Linked DNA regions of Pan troglodytes: all the other regions are linked to region 3. A link is a contact called in public Hi-C and HiChIP or PLAC-seq data. All regions are on one chromosome and are shown on one strand. Each heading gives the region's core, a stretch centred on a gene start, on an enhancer-like site or on the middle of the called end of the contact. The rest is flanking DNA. Distances are from core to core; before and after follow the strand shown.

Region 1 (2,700 bases), core at 5-2,504, 460 kb after region 3:
TGACTGTGCTGCTGCACCATCGAGAGACACACACACACATAATAAAAACCCAAATATATTTGGGATAGAAATATCATATTACATTATATAATGCATTATACTTTACAAAACATTTTCCTATTCATTAACTGATTTGCAAATAATATTTAATTTTGTGCTGCTTTTCAAAAGATCTGGAAGTGCTTTCCAAAAAGCACTCCATTCATTGCTTCATAGGCTTCATTCAGTGGTCTGTTGGTTTTTTCTTTTTTTTTTTTTTTCCCTCCCAGCAAGGTTAGTTCCATTATTCCCTCTCCTTCCCTATTCAAGCAATATTAAAGGCTTCTCTTTTTCTACCAGGGTGTTAAGTTGAGCCTCTTGGCTGTGAATATTGGCAGAATGGTAGGACGCAGAAGCTGTGATTTCTCGAGTTAAATAATGACATCGTGCCTGGAGGTCAGTTCAAAGTCCACGTCGTTTTGGCACGATATTTATCTGTGACCTCATTTTCTTCTTAATCTATAAAACAGAGGCGTTAATGACAATTTACTTCATAAATCGATTATCAGAATAGGACTTAAAATTCCTTAGGAGGTCAAGCACGGGCTTTAGAAAGTGCAACATGTGAACATCAGCCTATTAAAAATTGTTTTGATCTAGAAAAGACAACCTCAAACTTCTCTTGCCAATTCAAATTCCAGCTTCTTCCTACCCTTCTTTTCTAAATCTTTGCTTTCTCTTTGGCTGAAATTAGAAGCAGGAAGGGAGCAGGGAAAGAAAACCTGGGACTGGAAAAGGGCAGGGAAGCCCAACAGACCGGTTAAGCACGTCTGAGATTCTCTAGTCGGCTTCAACCCAGGGGCTAAGAGGCAGAGTCAGCGTTTCCAGCAGAAACTAGCATATAGCTCAGGCTCAATACCACGTCGAGTCAGGAGCAATCGCCGGAAGGGTCACACCGACACATTTTACAAAACAGCCTAAGGCGTCCCCTCCTCCCGCCTGGGTCAGGGAGGGACACCCCCAGGGGTCCTCGCCCGCCTCCCACTAGCGGGCACGCGGTCGTCGCGCGGGCGCGGCCCTCTGACGGAGCCCAGGCGTGCACTCCGCAGCCTCGGCGTCCCCCAGCTAGCCGGAAGAAGCTGCGGCGACAGCGTCCTGCCGCCTGTCTGTCACGCAGCCGCCCACGTTGCCACCGCTTCCGATTGGTCGCTGGCCTGGACCGGCCCCCTTCAGCCCCGCCTCCCGCGAATGGACAGGCGAGGGGCGGGCCCGCCACCGCCCCGCCCCCCGGCGGCCGCGGGCGGGCCCGCCCATCTGTCAGTTACGGGGGCTGCCCGGCGGGCGGGCTGGAGGCGCTCGCAGGCTGCCTAGTCGTTCGCTCGCTCTCTCTCGCGTGCTCCCTCTCGTCGCCTGTGGGGAAGTCGGGGCCGCCCGAGCGGCCGTCGCCACCGCCTCGCCCCGACCTCCTTCCCGGTCCCCTCCCGGCCCAGTCCCTCCCGCCCGCGCACCCCGAGTAGTGAGTGGCCCCGCGCAGGGTCTGGAGAGTCACCGCGGCGGCGCCGGGTGGTGGTTAAACCATGTTAAGGAGGATTTTACAGAGGGTAAGAGAGTGAAACCGTCTTTCCCGCAGCACGTGAGCGGGACAGCCGGAGCTCGGGGCCGCGGCGCGGGCGCCCCTCCTCAGCGCGGGCTCCTTCCTTCCCTAGGCCCCACAGCCCGGCAGGCGCTTAGGCCTCGGTCGCCCGGCCCGGGGGCGGGGAGGGCGGGTGGGGCCGGCGCGGCGGGGCGGCAGGCAGAGCCCTGGTGGCTCCGCGCGTCCAGGCCTGGCGCCCGCTCCGGCGCGGGGCTCCGTGTGTGCGAGCGGGCTGCGAGCTGGAGGGTGTGGTGCCGGCGCGTTCCTCCCGGGAACCCTGAGTGGGAGTGAAAATGGAGAGTTGGTGCCCGTGGGACGGGCCAGCCGCCGCCTGCCGGGCTGGAGAACGCCCCATGGGAGATTCGGGCAGCTTGCTTCGCCTTTCCCCACCCGCCGCACTCCCCGTGCCCCCCAATTTGACACGACGCGCACCTGCCACACACGGCCCTGCTTTCTCCTTTGGACCACAGTGGAGGGTGGTGTGGTGAGCCCCGGCCTAGCCTGGGCCCAGGCGTGGGACTGACACTGGCAAAGTCAGCCGAGAAGGAAGATGTTACTCACTGTTGGAAACTTTTTTTTAATTAAAAATATGTTTTCTGTCCAAGCCCCACTACCTTATTTTAGCTATCCAAGAATAAATCCGCAGTAAGCTTGATCAAGTGGTATACACTTAGTTTCTGCCTGTGCTGTCTCTGAAATCTGGAAAACCTTGAGGATAGAAAGATTAGAGCATTAGAAAACTGTAGGTGTATCATTTAAGAATCAGTTACTAGAATAACATAATTCACATCTCTTTTCCTATAAGAGTTATTGTACCTGTCAACTTAAATTTGTTTTTTTTTGGTATAGCTTTTTTCTTTTCTTTTTGAGGCTGATAGGGTGTAACAAAATGTAAATGATTGAAAAGTAGGTGCCAAGCCTATTAGTTCTTTACCGAGGGAGTAGGATAACTAGTTCAAAGGACAAAAGAAATTAGTGAATTTGTAGGATTCAGCCGAGGAATGTGCGGAAGAGAGTTGAGTCATCCAGTAGATAGGAAGGGAGTGCTCTTGCTTCTGCCTGGCTTTCTTCTGAAAGAATGAAGTCAT
Region 2 (2,700 bases), core at 56-2,555, 400 kb after region 3:
TTCCTGACCTGCCTGGGTTTTGGCTTTATGTTAACCCTAACCCCTGGCAGAGAGTGCACAGTTCTCTCTCATATAGTTGTTATGAGGTCCAAATAAAATAGTGTATAAAGTAGCTCCCAGTAAGAACTGAATCATTATTACTTCTCCCTTTTTAGTTGCTGAAATTCAGGTTTGTGAGCTTACGTTGACTTTTAAGCATCTAAATAGATTTTCCATTTTACATAGATGAATAATGATTAAAAATAGCAAAAGTAGGATTAGATGAACACCTGGGATGAAGCAAATCCTTAAAGGAAAATAATATGATCTCAGGATCTTGAAAACATGTTTGCAAGATACATTTTTCCTTGAGATTAAAATCTTAGACTTTTGTTATCTCTTCCAAATGAACCATTTAATCAATGAGACAGTTTATTGGACAAATAGATGTTTTCCTTGCACTGTGCCAAAAAACAGATTTGATTGATTTTACAATTAAATTGAGGGAAGTGGCTGATAGTTTTTGCAAACTCATTCCTTGCCCTTTATTGATTTTTGTTTAAAGTTTAGCCATTGAACATTACAATAAAGTAACTAAGCAAGCCACCTTGAACTGACAAAACAAGGGCACTCACTAAGTGAAAACACCACACATAATGATAAGACCTGTCAGAGCACTTATGGATTCTGCATCTGATCACTGGAATATGACGTCTAGAGTACTAGGATTAAGAATCTCAGCCTTGAAGTTAAAAAAAAAAAAAAAAAGGAATCTTAACCTTTTCCTGGCACAGTGGCTCATGCCTGTAATTCCAACACTTTGGGAGGCCAAGGCTGGAGGATTGCCTGAGGCCAGGAGTTTAAGACAAGGCTGGGCAACATAGTGAGACCCCTCCCCTTCCCATCTCTACAAAATAATAAATAAATAAATAAATAAAAGAATCCCAGCCTTGAGGTTAGCTTTGGACTATCAAAGCTGCCTCAACTATTGCTCATTTAGAGAGCTCAAAAGCTTTTTTAAGAACTCGCTTGTTTGTTTCATTTCCTCTTCTGAAGATTTTTTTTTGCAGATCCAGACTTTGAAGAGGCTCCTCCCTCCTGCCAGGCTCACTTGCCCTTGTGCTTGCTGTGACAAATTACATATTTCAAAACTCTCAAGTAGTGCCCCGCTTCTGTCCCAACGCTACCACCACCATGCATATCCCTTGCTGAACTCTGAAACCAAGACTCAGTTTCAGGAAACACAGCTGTCAGAACACTCCTCCAGTTACAGAGTCTACAGGCATCTCACACTAGGTCTCCAGGTCCCCATGTCCCAGCATGAAGTGGGGGTGGAATGTGGCAGAGGCCTGTCACCTCTCCTCCCTCCAGGGCTGGCAACTTAACTTCCCCCGACCTGGGTCTTCTGTTTCACAACAGATTCAGTCTTTTCAACTTCTGGATGCCTCTCTTGGTAGCTCACACCTGCAATCCAAGCACTCTGAGGGGCAGAGGATCCCTTGAGCCTCAGAGTTCAAAATCAGGCCAGTCAACATAGTGATACCCCTTCTCTATCAAAAATAAGAACTAAAAAAACTTTTTAAATGGATGCTTCTCTTAGCTTGGCTTCTCTTTGCATTTGAAAAATGATGCCAATTCTTTTCCTCAGGGGACGTCTTTGAATGCCTCTGGCACTTTCACAGATTCCTCCTTTTTTTCCTAAACTTTGATTATGAAGCAAAATGTGGCAATTTAGACGTTTCATTAGTTGTTACTAAGCTGTGTCTCTGCTTGTTTTGTAAACTCTTTCCCAGACCCAGTGGAAAAGCACATGCACTTCTTTTACTTTTTTGAAGTGAACTAGCACCCTCTGTAGGCCAATCTTGTTTATTAATAGTTTCTAGTGCCAGTGCCTAAGGCAAAAAAATTGCATTTGTCAAACCTATCTATGAAAATCCCTTAAATTATCAGGAAGCATAAAAACCAAAAATTAGTTTCTTTTGTTTCTGTTTTGGTCAGTGTCTCCCTTTTTTGGAGTAGTGGATTTCAACAGGGGAGGGAAGCTTAAATAAAAAGAGAGTCTTTTTCTCTACCTCTCTTTTTGTCTTTTCTGCCACGTGCTTATGTGGAGAAGCTTGTATTCTTCAATTTCCGTATAATATATTCATTCACTCAGAAATGTTTATTGAGTCAACTACCTACCAAGCACAATACAGATTCTGATACAGAGAGATCCCTGCTCTCATGGAGCTTACATTCTAATAAGGAAAGAAGATTACCAGCTAGATTTTTAAGAGATGCTTCTTCAGAGAATAATAGATACTCTGAGCATAATAAAATGAGAATGGTGTAGAGAGTGATAGGGCAGTGGGGTAAGCTGTATTAAATAGAATAGTCATGGTGGGCCTCCAGAAGGAGGTGATTTTTAGCAGAGATTTGAATGGAGAGGAGCCGGATTCATAAATTCTGTGCTGGGGTGTGACCACAGCAGTCTGGCTTGCCAAATCTACTCCTAATCTCTACATTTACTGCCTCCCACATGTTGTATTTTGGCTACACCTCATTAGTCCCCAAAAAGTAGATTACGAGGTGGGAGGATCACTTAAGGCCAGGAATTTGAGACTAGCCTGGGCAATATAGTGAGACTCCATCTCTAATTTATGAAAGAGAGAGAGAGAGAGAGAGAGAGAGAAAGCAAAAAAAAAAAAAAAAAAAAAAAAAGGCTGGACATGGTGGCTTCAC
Region 3 (2,700 bases), core at 165-2,664:
GCTCTCCAGGGAAACCCCAAGGGTCTCATTCTCAGCCCAATGCAGATGGGTAAATTATCCAAGAACGACTGCTCTTAGAACGAGAAAGGCTACTCCTTTCCAGATGTCAAGCCAGACGCAAAGAACCCTTTACACATAAGCTGAGAGCTGGAGATTACTGTCTGAAAATGGCAGCTTTGCCCATCTCTAGTCCATCGTCTCCCTTTTGGCATTATTCCACATTTTTCACTAACCATTTTTCTGCAGTCAGAAAACTTTAAGAAGGGAAGGCCGTTTTAAAAATGAGGCATAATTATGCCAACAGCTTGCGGGTTCATGGACCCACAAGAATTACCAAGACTACACTCAATTCCAAGCACGAGGACTGTCTGTTACTCCACAAACATGCTTAGATCGAATCCGAGACCGCAAACGGCTGTAACATGGAAGGAAAATATGTAAAAGAGGCACAAGGGCTCTGCTGCAACACTCACGCCATTTCCACCCTCCTCTCGCTGAGCACTCGAGGTTTATCCGGCTTTCAACTCAATTCGCACGTTAAGATGGTGACTCCCGCTAGGCGAGACTTACACGGCCCGGGACCTTCCCGGGGACCAGGAGCCTTCTCGAGTGCCCAGATGGAGAAACTGGGGCTGGGCGAGCCCCCTTTGTCTCATCTATCAGCCCAGAGAAAGGAAGGAAGAAGTGAGGGAGGAAAGGAGTGAGGGAGGAAAGGAGGGAGGGAGGAAGAGGGCTAATCCCTCCCAGCCCCGCAGCCTGCGCAGGGGCGGGGAGCGAGGGGAAGCACCCGGGCCCTAGACCCCGGCGCCCCGGAGGGCAGCGTGCGGCGCCGGGCGCCCTACCTCGTCCTCCTGCTCGCTCCGGAAGCACAGGCACGCCGCCCGCTTCTTGAAGCCCTCGCGGTCGTAGGTCCGCGTCTGGTTGGGCTTGAACTTCATCATAGAGGCGGGCTCCTGCTGCTGCTGCTGCTCCGGCCGCCGCCGTGGGGGCCCGGCCGCCGCCACCCCGCCGGGGAGTGGGGGCGAGGGCGAGTCGGGCGCAGGGGCGCCCGGGAGCGCTACTCGGTGCGGGAGGTGCGGCGAGGCCGGTCAGTCCCGGGGCCGGCGGCCGCTCCGACGCGGGCGGGACGGGACGCTAGCGCGGGTCACTGGAACCAGGGTGCCGAGATGAAAGCTCCGCCTCTGCCCAGTTGTCCGCCGCTCTCCATGGAGCCCGACTCCCGCTCGCCTCCGCTCCCTCCGGCCGTAGCCGCCAGGGGAAGGGCGGCTAGAGGCGCGCGCCACGCGTAGACAGTTGCGAAGACCCGCTCCCACTGAGCAGCAGCACCGCGGCGACCGCGCGCCGCCCCCTCTGCTCTGTTTAAGTGAAGCCCACACGCGCCCCGCCTCCCCCGCGCGCCACTGCGCCTGCGTGCAGAGACCGTTGCAATGGGGTGGGTGGGTAGGTGCGGCGGGGGAGGTAGGGGCGGGACCTCGGCCGCCTGGTGGGCGGGGCCGCGCGCACTCCCGGGCTGGAGTTCGGCGAGGCCTTGGGACTGGCGCTGGAGCCCAGCGTGGGATGACCGTGCCCCGAAAACGTGCCAGTGAATGGAAAGAAGCCAAGGTCCCCTCCCTCCCTGCTTATACCCTCAACTTTGCCAATGAGGACCCTAAATACCAGCTGCACTACAGGGGATGTAACTACATACACCGTCACCAAAGTTGCAGCCTGGCCAAGAAATGCCAGGGGACGTCGCGGCGATTGCAGACTCCGCGGTGACTGTGTAGATACGTCCAGAGTTCGCCCGTGTAGCGCGGGGAGAGGCGAGAGTGAAGGCCTAGAAAAGTTAAGACGTTAAGTGTTTTTTTTTTTTTTTCTTTGTTTTCACAAATGGGGGGTAGGCAAATTTCCTTTTTTTTTTTTTTGTATTTAAATTTTTAATCTTTGGTTGGGGATGGCTTGTATTTTTTAAAGAGTCAACTCTAGCTTAAACATTTCTTTGAAGCTGTCTGTAACATCCCCCACTTTGTGCCACCTTCCGGAAAGTATTAATACTGGCAATGGCTAATAGTTGCGAAATGGTTTTCATGTGGATCTCATGCTAAGTAACAGCACAGCTGGATGCTGGGGCCCCAGCACTAAAATATAATGGGATTTCTGCTATCTGGGAGCTTACAGTACCTTGGGGACTTGGAACAAACAACCTCTACACTTCAGAGTGTTAGAAGGGCTAAGATAGGAGCCAGGAGGCCTGATCTTGAGGTAGCTCGAGAAACCCAAACTCAGGCCATTCTGCCCTTCCACAGAGGCCCAGGTTGCTTGGGTCCTGACTTGGTTGGTTGGTTTTTCACCCCTTGAGGGCCTATTGTGTGTCAGGCACTGGCATCTAACAAAACCAGTCAGCCCCTGCCTCTCCAGGAGCGTAGGCACCTGAGAGCAAACCGTCAAATATTAAATGATCACACGTGTACACGTAAAACTACAAATGTAATGGGCTCTAAGGTTTCAGACAAAGATTTGACCAGATCTGCAGTCAGAAAAAGGTTATTGGGGCAGCAAGGCAGGAGCTGAGGGCTGAAGGAGGAGGAGCTAAATTGACCAAGAGCTTTCAAGGCAAAGGGAACTGGGATTTCTGCAGAGCCCAAAGTGGGAGGGAGTGAGGAGAGTTCTCAGAAATGAAAGAAAAGGCCAGTGTGGCTGCAGAGCGGAGGGAAGCTGGTT

The links. Hi-C and Micro-C count contacts between places; a contact is called where the count stands out from the background. HiChIP or PLAC-seq counts read pairs in DNA pulled down with a chosen protein or histone mark.
Region 1: an H3K4me3 HiChIP or PLAC-seq map of stem cell-derived excitatory neurons shows a contact between it and region 3, with 6 times the contacts expected there. The contact joins the promoter of EEA1 here to the promoter of NUDT4 in region 3. A contact is called at or near these places in 1 of 7 Hi-C or Micro-C datasets (stem cell-derived neural progenitor cells) and 1 of 1 datasets of contacts at active chromatin or transcription factors (stem cell-derived excitatory neurons).
Region 2: a Hi-C map of stem cell-derived neural progenitor cells shows a contact between it and region 3, with 4 times the contacts expected there. The contact joins the enhancer-like site here to the promoter of NUDT4 in region 3. A contact is called at or near these places in 3 of 7 Hi-C or Micro-C datasets (induced pluripotent stem cells, a lymphoblastoid cell line and stem cell-derived neural progenitor cells) and 1 of 1 datasets of contacts at active chromatin or transcription factors (stem cell-derived excitatory neurons).

The regions. Positions count from the first base shown.
Region 1 is chr10:99,755,845-99,758,544 of NHGRI_mPanTro3-v2.0_pri, reverse strand. It overlaps EEA1 (early endosome antigen 1), which reads left to right and starts at 1,254. Exons shown (of 29, transcript XM_522610.9): 1 at 1,254-1,580. The coding sequence starts at 1,557.
Region 2 is chr10:99,814,571-99,817,270 of NHGRI_mPanTro3-v2.0_pri, reverse strand. No RefSeq gene overlaps it. Among named protein-coding and RNA genes, the nearest start is that of EEA1, 59 kb to the right of the region's middle. Within about 2 kb of position 1,305, at least 6 of the 24 cell types and tissues checked have an H3K27ac peak or open chromatin away from gene starts, as enhancers often do. A contact at or near this core is called in induced pluripotent stem cells, a lymphoblastoid cell line and stem cell-derived neural progenitor cells, where this site is marked.
Region 3 is chr10:100,212,784-100,215,483 of NHGRI_mPanTro3-v2.0_pri, reverse strand. It overlaps NUDT4 (nudix hydrolase 4), which reads right to left and starts at 1,414. Exons shown (of 5, transcript XM_001136251.7): 1 at 843-1,414. The coding sequence starts at 941. LOC134807501 (a long non-coding RNA gene) reads left to right here and starts at 1,723. Exons shown (of 3, transcript XR_010148119.1): 1 at 1,723-1,824.